Regions from separate parts of the Zea mays genome. Here region 1 is linked to region 2. A link is a contact called in public Hi-C data. All regions are on one chromosome and are shown on one strand. The core of a region is the stretch at or near the end of the contact, and the rest is flanking DNA. Distances in the headings are between cores, read along the strand shown. Region 1 holds the start of LOC103653389 (xyloglucan endotransglucosylase/hydrolase protein 24). Region 2 holds the start of LOC103653384 (endo-1,3(4)-beta-D-glucanase-like).

The links. Hi-C and Micro-C count contacts between places; a contact is called where the count stands out from the background.
Region 1: a contact with region 2 is called in a Hi-C map of ear, with 5 times the contacts expected there. The contact joins the promoter of LOC103653389 here to the promoter of LOC103653384 in region 2. A contact is called at or near these places in 2 of 25 Hi-C or Micro-C datasets (ear and tassel).

Annotation. Positions count from the first base shown.
Region 1 is chr4:73,616,562-73,621,229 of Zm-B73-REFERENCE-NAM-5.0, forward strand. LOC103653389 (xyloglucan endotransglucosylase/hydrolase protein 24) reads left to right here and starts at 3,248. Exons shown (of 3, transcript XM_008680309.3): 1 at 3,248-3,614; 2 at 3,736-3,935; 3 at 4,031-4,606. The coding sequence starts at 3,318. The coding sequence ends at 4,409. It also overlaps a transcript of LOC100277574 not described here.
Region 2 is chr4:73,075,923-73,080,129 of Zm-B73-REFERENCE-NAM-5.0, forward strand. LOC103653384 (endo-1,3(4)-beta-D-glucanase-like) reads left to right here and starts at 2,536. Exons shown (of 7, transcript NM_001301451.2): 1 at 2,536-2,832; 2 at 2,958-2,979; 3 at 3,119-3,236; 4 at 3,391-3,478; 5 at 3,613-3,702; 6 at 3,788-3,888; 7 at 3,977-4,207. The coding sequence starts at 2,598. The coding sequence ends at 4,117.

The DNA of each region.
Region 1 (4,668 bases), core at 1,998-4,497, 540 kb after region 2:
GATACACAACCAAGGCTCGGGCTATGCTCCCGAGGTACCCTAGGACATTTCCGAGACCAGCGGGAGCGATTTTGTAACGGAATCCCATCAGAGGGAGGCATCGAGCCCTCAGACCCTATCAAATGGGACCGGGTCCGGCAAATCACCTGCATGTACTTTTGGAGCGCGCGTCTGGGCCACTAGCCGACCCTTATCGAACGGGGCACGGGCGTCCACTCGGATCACCCGTTAGCAACTCACTGGAGACACCATGTTCGGCGCACTCCGAGGGAAACATGGCGCTTTCCCCCCTCCTCCTTGCGGAAAGGCGACGCAGGGGCATATGAAAAAAGGCGAGTCTGTCCTCGACCGACCTCTCGCTCTGTGCAGAGGCTCGGGGGCTGCTCTCGCAAACCTGGCTCCGGCCAAACCGTTGACAACGTCAACATACCAGCCCGAGAACTTGGAACTCGACTATGCACCCGGGCTACGGCCAGTTCGCATGAGGGAACAACCAGACTGGCTAAAGCATCACGAAACGCGCTAAGACCTCAAAGGAGTCAAACCACTCCTCCAAGGCCTCGGGGGCTACACCCGGCGGGTGCGCTCGCGCGCACCCACCGGAACGAAACGCAACCGAGAAAGGTCGGTCCCCTTGCAAAAAAGTGCGACAAAAGCCTCCAAGCGAGTATCAACACTCCCTTCGAGGCTCGGGGGCTACTGTCGGGGACCATAATTAGGGGTACCCCCAAGACTCCTAATCTCAGCTGGTAACCCCCATCAGCACAAAGCTGCAAAGGCCTGATGGGCGCGATTAAGGTCAAGGCTCAGTCCACTCCAGGGACATGATCTCGCCTCGCCCGAGCCCAGCCTCGGGCAAAGGCAGCCGACCCCGAAGGATTCACGTCTCGCCCGAGGGTCCCCTCAAGCAACGGGCGCACCTTCGACTCGCCCGAGGCCCAGCTCAGGCAGGCTTCGCGGAGAAGCAACCTTGGCCAGATTGCCACGCCAACCGACCGTATCGCATGAGCATTTAATGCAAGGATCGACTGACACCTTATCCTGACGCGCGCTCCTCAGTCGACAGAGCCGAAGTGACCGCAGTCACTTCGCCGCTCCACTGACCGACCTGACAGGAAAACAGTGTCGCCTGCCCCGCTCCGACTGCTGTGCCACTCGACAGAGTGAGGCTGACAGCAGCTAAGTCCAACCTCGGGCGCCATGGGAAGCTCTGCCTCGCCCGACCCAGGGCTCGGACTCAGCCTCGACCCCGGAAGACGGACTCTGCCTCGCCCGACCCCAGGGCTCGGACTCAGCCTCGGCCTCGGAAGACGAACTCCGCCTCGCCCGACCTCAGGGCTCGGACTCAGCCTCGGCCTCGGAAGACGAACTCCGCCTCGCCCGACCCCAGGGCTCGGACTCAGCCTCGGCCTCGGAAGACGAACTCCGCCTCGCCCGACCCCAGGGCTCGGACTCAGCCTCGACCCTGGAAGACGGACTCCGCCTCGCCCGACCCCAGGGGTCGGACTCAGCCTCGACATCGGAAGACGAACTCCGCCTCGCCCGACCTCAGGCTCGGACCCGCCACGTCACAGGGAAGGCCATCATTACCCTACCCCTAGCTAGCTCAGGCTACGGGGAACAAGACCGGCGTCCCATCTGGCTCGCCCCGGTAAACAAGTAATGATGGCACCCCGCGTGCTCCATGACGACGGCGGCTCTCAGCCCCTTACGGAAGCAAGGAGACGTCAGCAAGGATCCGACAGCCTCGACAGCTGTACTTCCACAAGGCTCAAGCACTCCTCCGACGGCCACGACATCACATGAACAGGGCGCCAAAACCTCTCCGGCTGCCACGACGGCATGTACTTAGGGCTCTAGCTCCTCTCTGCTAGACACGTTAGCACACTGCTACACCCCCCCATTGTACACCTGGGCCCTCTCCTTACGCCTATAAAAGGAAGGTCCAGGGCTCTCGTACGAGAAGGTTGGCCGCGCGGGAGAATGGGCTGGCGGACAGTCTCTCTCTCACTCTCCCACGTGGACGCTTGTAACCCCCTACTGCAAGCGCACCCGACCTGGACGCAGGGCAACACGAAGACCGCGGGTTTCCCCTTTTGCTGTTTCTCACCCCCCCCCCCCCCCTTCGTGCTCTGTCTCGCGCCGACCCATCTGGGCTGGGACACGCGGCGATAATTTACTCGTCGGTCCAGGGACCCCCGGGGTCGAAACGCCGACAGGCGTACACTCGGCAAAGGGGTCACCTAATACGCTCGACAAAGGGGAACTCTTTGCCGAGTGTCGGTACAGTGGACACTCGGCACAGGCTCCGTCGCCGTTACCCGTCGTCGTGACGGTGACTTTTCTTTGCCGAGTACCGGTTGACACTCAGTAAAAAGTATTCGAGAAGTCGTTGCCGATGTACAGTTCGCTGAGCTTTCTTTGCCGAGTGTCACACTCGATAAAGTCTTCGCCGAGCGTTTTTCTAGCTTTGCCGAGTGCTTCAGACACTCGGTAAAGAAGTTATTTTCGGTAATGCATGCATGTAAAACAAAGAGTAACTTATTTCAAGCATTAACAGGAGCATGCATCGTCTCAAGGCCAGCTAGAATGTCTCGTGCTCGTGCCATTTCAGTACGAGCTAGTAGTTTTAGACCATGCCATCAAAAAGAAAAGGTAGCACTGAACACTGGAGACACGCACAAACGTAAATCAGCTAGAAACTTGGATGTCTGAATTCTGCGGTGAAACTTCAGAGCACATATTTGACTCTCCGCGCGCGGATCTGCACGCCGATCGAAGAACCAAGGCAAACTGGCCACAACGACGACGCTGGCTGAAATTAAACCCTCTTCTCAGAATAAGGTTTCGTCTCAGAACTTGTCGACTGATCCGCACATAATCGTCCTCAAGTATTCAACTTGCTGAAGAATCAACTACTACTACGTCTGTCAGAAGCCACACAGTGCATGGGGCGGCTCACAGATTGGTGCTCCATGCATAAGATCCCTCGAACCAATTAGTCAACTCTCATGATCTCTCTCGCTTTAATTGAAATCATGATAAACTTTTTTATATACACCCACTTACTCACCAACTAGCTAGATGGCGATTCTCTCAAATTTTTCTTAGATCTTAAGAGAATAATCAAAGTAGCTATGCTATAGCTATCCCAGTCCCAGGTCCCAGCTAGGTTAGCTAGATCTTGTTTGCGCTACACAGGACCCTAATCTCTACTTCCTCCTCCTCTCGATCTGAAGCTATATATATAAGTTATTAGCATCACTTGGATCAAACGAAAGCGTCCTCACACACTACCCACTCAGCAACTCACAGCCATGGGGCAGGCTAGTAGGGCTCATCAGCTCCTAGCCTCCCTGGCGGCTATCTACGTCACCCTAGCCATCAGTATCACCCAGCACCATGTCGCCGGCAACATGACCGACGACCTCGAGATAATGTGGGGCAACGCGAAGGTCGTCACCGACGGCAGCGGCCAGCAGGCCATCGCGCTGGCTCTTGACCGCTCGACGAGCTCCGCGTTCCGCTCCAAGAAGACGTGCCAGTTCTGCAGGGTTGACATCGAGATCAAGCTCGTCCCTGGGAACTCGGCCGGCACCGTTACCACGTTCTATGTAAGCATATATATACATCTCTGAGGATGATGAAATAATTGAACAGATAAACTGTTCTTGCCGTATAGCCACACCACCGCTACTAGCTTGTGCCGTGATTGATCTGGTGACGCGTGTACAGATGATAACCGAGAACCCGTGGCAGTTCCACGACGAGATCGACATCGAGTTCCTGGGCAACAGCAGTGGCCAACCCTACACCATGCACACCAACATGTACGCCAGAGGACAGGGCGCCAGAGAGAAGCAGTACAAGTTCGACTTCGACCCCACTCAGGATTACCACAAGTACACCATCATCTGGAACAAAGATTGGATCTTGTAAGCTCCCTTTCTCTAATAAGTCTCAGATTTATCCATGCAATATATCATATAATGACTGTATATATATATTCTGATTTCTGAGCTGCATGCAGGTTCCTTGTGGACGACAAGCTGTACCGGCAGATCAAGAACAACCAGATAGACGGCGCCCCGTACCCGTACTACTACCCGATGAGGGTGTACGCCACCATCTGGAACGCCGACGAGTGGGCTACGCAGGGCGGCCGGGTCAAGACCGACTGGTCGCAGGCGCCCTTCACGGCGTACTTCCGGAACTACAGGGCCATCTCGTGCAACTCGTTCATGGCCTCCCCTCTGTGCCTCCCAGGCTCCGGCTGGTTCGACCAGCAGCTGGACGAGTCGCGGAAGCAGCAGCTGGCGCAGGTGGACTCCAGTAACAAGATATACGATTACTGCACCGACTCCAGGAGGTACAAGAACGGCCTCCCGAGGGAGTGCCAGGTACATTAATTAGCTGCGAAGTGTGTGCTTCAGCAACTGAAGAACGATCGAGAGGATGTTAGAGTTGTGTTGGGGGTGATTATTGAGTGATTCGGCAACATTCTTTTAATTATATAAGGAATTTTCTACGGTACCCTTAAGAGAATGTGAACCGTTTTTACAGGAAACAAGACTGCAAATGAAAATATATTTTACAGTCAAGTAGACATTTTCTTCACTATTATATTTACAGTTTACAGGAAACAGGGTAAGGCAAGACAAGGAACAT
Region 2 (4,207 bases), core at 1,286-3,785:
AGGCGCGCGTTATACACTAGTTTCGTAACAAATTTCAACTGAATCCACCAATTTCTTTTGGTCAGAGTCTGTGGCTTCAGGCATATAAAATCATTTTGTTATTGTGCATGATAAGATCATTTTGTTTAATTGGAACATGGAGAACCACTCGGAAAAACAGTACAACTATGAGGGTGGTACGTAATGCTCTTATCTAATTAATTAGGGAAGCTAATGTGTGAGAATCTTATCCGAAAGGGGCAAGAGGGGAAGTGTTGCGCAAGTATAGTGTTGGCTAGAATTGTTGTGATGGCATTTCAGACTGTGGAAAATACCTATACCCTTGTAAGTGCAATCAAGCCCTAATTGTGGGTTTTGATGATAATGATCATACAATTAGATGACTAATATGTTTCTAAGCATTGTGACAAAAAAGCACCAAAAAGGGAGAAAACTCATGACAATGGAGGGACACCAAAAGCTTATAAATATGTTGTGTGCTTTATTTATTTCATAGTGTAGAGTTGTACTATTAAGATATAGTGGATTTGTCTGTCATTCTTGGTTCACCAATGCTCAAACACCATAAAATACCTCTACCTAAACCCAGATAGCCAGTGCCAAAAGTTTTAGATCATTTTGACCTTTCTGGCTTGCGTGGCATTGCCGCGCACCGGTACTGCCGGATTTTAATTAACCGTTGGAATTGGAGAAGCTTCGACTTGTTTATTCTTTGTGTCTCCAACAGTCACCTGCTGCGTATCTTGACATAGGGATATGGCAGAAAGGCTACTTATACCTCCTTGTCTCTTTTGAAACCCTCTTTCCATCGCTCCATCCTCTTGCTCAAATTTCTGGATGCTCTCCCACTCAAACTGAGAAGAACACTTAGAATAACAAGAACCCTAAGTCTTCTTCAGTTCACCTTTGAGCACTGGAGTTTCTCAAGACTGGCATTCACCTCTTGATTCTTGGAGCTTGCTTCTAACCGACGTGTAACATCCTCCACGAGCTCAAGTGTTGTTGTAGCCTTGGATTTCTGTAAGTCACCTCATTTATAGTGAAAAACGCTCCCATACTAAGAGTGAGAGATCTTGGTTTGAGACTGAGGAAGGATGTATGACCACTTTGCCTTTGTGGCTCTCCTCAACAACATGAAGGTAGGCGGGTCTTTGTGGCAAGCTGAACCACGAGATAAAATATATGTCAATGTGTGCTGATCTGAAATGTTTACTTGAGTTGTTAGGGTTTAGTAGTTCGTACTTGAACATCTTTCTAGGACGTGCTCTCTGCTTCCTGTGCTTCTCTAGTTTTAGCTTCATATTCAAGGTATAAGTTAGTTATATATTTTGTTAGAATTTGCAAAAGTTTGACATCAGTTTGAGTTTTAAGGTTATCCGGTACTGCCAGGCTTAGAGCAGTAGTGTCGTTCAGGGAGTTAACATTTTCTTGAGATGAATTTTTATAGGTAGCCTATTCAGTCCCTTCTAGACGTACCAGATCCTTACACCTCTCATCCTGAAACCGTAGCGAATTTTCTCATTCTAGGACATATGTCTTGGAGCATTCGAAACAATGAAAGTTCATTAAACATGTATATTTTTGTGCTGCCACCGTGTACCAGGTTGGATGTTGAAGGTAGTTGCACTGCTGCACACGTGCCCAAGGGCAACGCCACGGAGGGCAGAGGGGGGCAATGTCCCCATAATACTCTCCTAATTCTATAAGAGCCACTAATTTTACCAGCTAATCCCATGTTAACAATGTAAAATACCTCTCAACAACCCCCTTCAATTTGATTTGTCCCTCCTGTACTTAAATCATGGCTTTGCCCGTGCACGTGCCCCTCGTGGCATCATTGCCTATAGGGTCAAACGGTAATGATTTGCATTTCCTTTCCTCTGCTGTTTTGTACTCCCTCCATACCAAAATATACCAAAATTTAATTCGTTTTAGATTAATCATATTATCATTAAGTAACATATTAATGTAGTTTTCACATATGTATATATATTCATTATCATTTAATTGAATGTGGACGAAAAAAATAGGCTACAAAGAACTATGTTTGATACTGACGGAATATTTTATAAAGTTTGTTTAATTACCAGCAAGTATAGGCGGTGCTGTTTGAAATATCTCTCTCCTATTCGTAGAGGTTCTGCTCCAATCCGTAATCCGCATTCCACAAGCACATCCACATCAAGCTAGCTACTCCCTACGTTATTTTTTATTTGTCGCTGTTTAGTTCACATAATAAATTGACAGACGATAAATATTCGAAAACTAAAGTAGTATTTAGATACGTTTCTTAATCAATTTTTTTATTAAAAAAAGCTGGTGCGGCTCTAAAGCGTGCGCGCACCAGTTGCTTGCTCCTGCCATGTGCTGATTGGCGCGCCCACATGGCATTGTCCATAACAAAATTTAAACCGCGTGATGCGTGATGCGCCATGTCTCTTCCCTGCTCCGGTGCTCCCTCCCCACCAAACCTACCCGCTGCCCCTGTGTTATTTATATCGCACGCAACGCCGGGATGCGGCAGCCACAACACATCCCACAACCATTATTCTTGTTCCACTGCATCAGGTCGTCCAACTCTCCAAGCGGCAAGCGCCATGCCTTCTTCCGCGCAGGTTCTGCTCTGCCTCGCCGCCGTGCTCGCGGCGGCGGCGGCCACCACCGCCGAGGCGCACTCGCAGTGCCTGGACAACCCGCCAGACCGGTCCATCCACGGCCGCCAGCTGGCCGAGGCCGGCGAGGTCGTCCACGACCTCCCTGGTGGCCTCAGGGCCTACGTCAGCGGCGCCGCGAGCTCGAGCCGCGCCGTCGTCCTCGCCTCCGACGTCTTCGGTCCGTACCACACGCTCTCGCAGTTCTCTCTAGTCGTTTGGGCATACTTTTTTTTTTAAAAAATAAAATTTGGACAGCAAGCTCTCCTTTCTTTCTCCCTCTAATCGATTATTCCTGGCATGCAGGGTACGAGGCGCCATTGCTCAGGTACATAGCTGCATCCGTTCGATTCCTGCTCCTCCTCCTTCTCCGGCGTACCCCAGTTTTAGGAGACTTGTAACAGACAGAGCATATGTATTCCATCCTTGATTTAGCTGAAATCTGTGGTTGGTGTTCAATAACGCAGACAGATAGCAGACAAGGTCGCCAAGGCAGGGTACTTCGTCGTCGTGCCCGATTTCTTGAAGGGAGACTACTTAGACGACAAGAAAAACTTCACGGAATGGCTCGAGGCTCACTCTCCGGTCTGTTCTATGCACTTTTCGTTACTCTGTCCCTATCAATATATATATATATCGCCATCATCTTTTTTTTTTCTTCTTCGCGTCGCGTCGCATCGCAAGAAACTACTGCAAGCAAAATTGATTGGTTGGTTGGGGATCCTATCGATCTTTACAGGTGAAAGCTGCGGAAGACGCTAAGCCACTGTTCGCCGCTTTGAAGAAGGAAGGGAAGTCCGTCGCGGTGGGAGGCTACTGCTGGGGAGGTATGTGACATCCACGCCAACTGAAACGAACACTCCAACTCCTCCATTTAGTTCAGGCAACACATAGAGCGTTCTGTTTCTCACATCCGGCCTTGTTGCTGCTGCTTCCTCTTCACTGGCATGGCACTTGGCAGGGAAGCTGAGCGTGGAGGTGGGGAAGACCAGCGACGTCAAAGCTGTGTGCCTTTCGCACCCGTACAGCGTCACTGCCGACGACATGAAAGGTGCAGTGCAGTGCAGTGTGCTCCTCCTCTTCTTCTATGCTGCGTCACTAGCCTCACCGCATGTGTTGGTTCGAAATCGAAACAGAGGTGAAATGGCCGATCGAGATCCTGGGGGCCCAGAACGACACGACCACGCCGCCGAAAGAAGTGTATCGGTTCGTGCATGTGCTGCGTGAAAGACACGAGGTGAGCTCCAAGCTACGACTGATTGCAATGACACTGTGTGGATCGGATACCGGCCAGCTCATTATTCTAGTGGTGGTGGCACACACAGGTTCCCTACTACGCCAAGATCTTCCAGGGAGTCGAGCACGGGTTCGCCTGCAGGTACAACACCACCGACCCTTTCGCCGTCAAGACCGCAGAGACGGCCCTCGCCTACATGGTCAGCTGGTTCAACAAGCACCTCAACTGAATGAAGCCTGCACTGCACCCACCAGACTGAATTCAATAAACCACTGCAGTGCTGTGATATTTTGTTTCGATTCATGGCTCCCCAGATTGA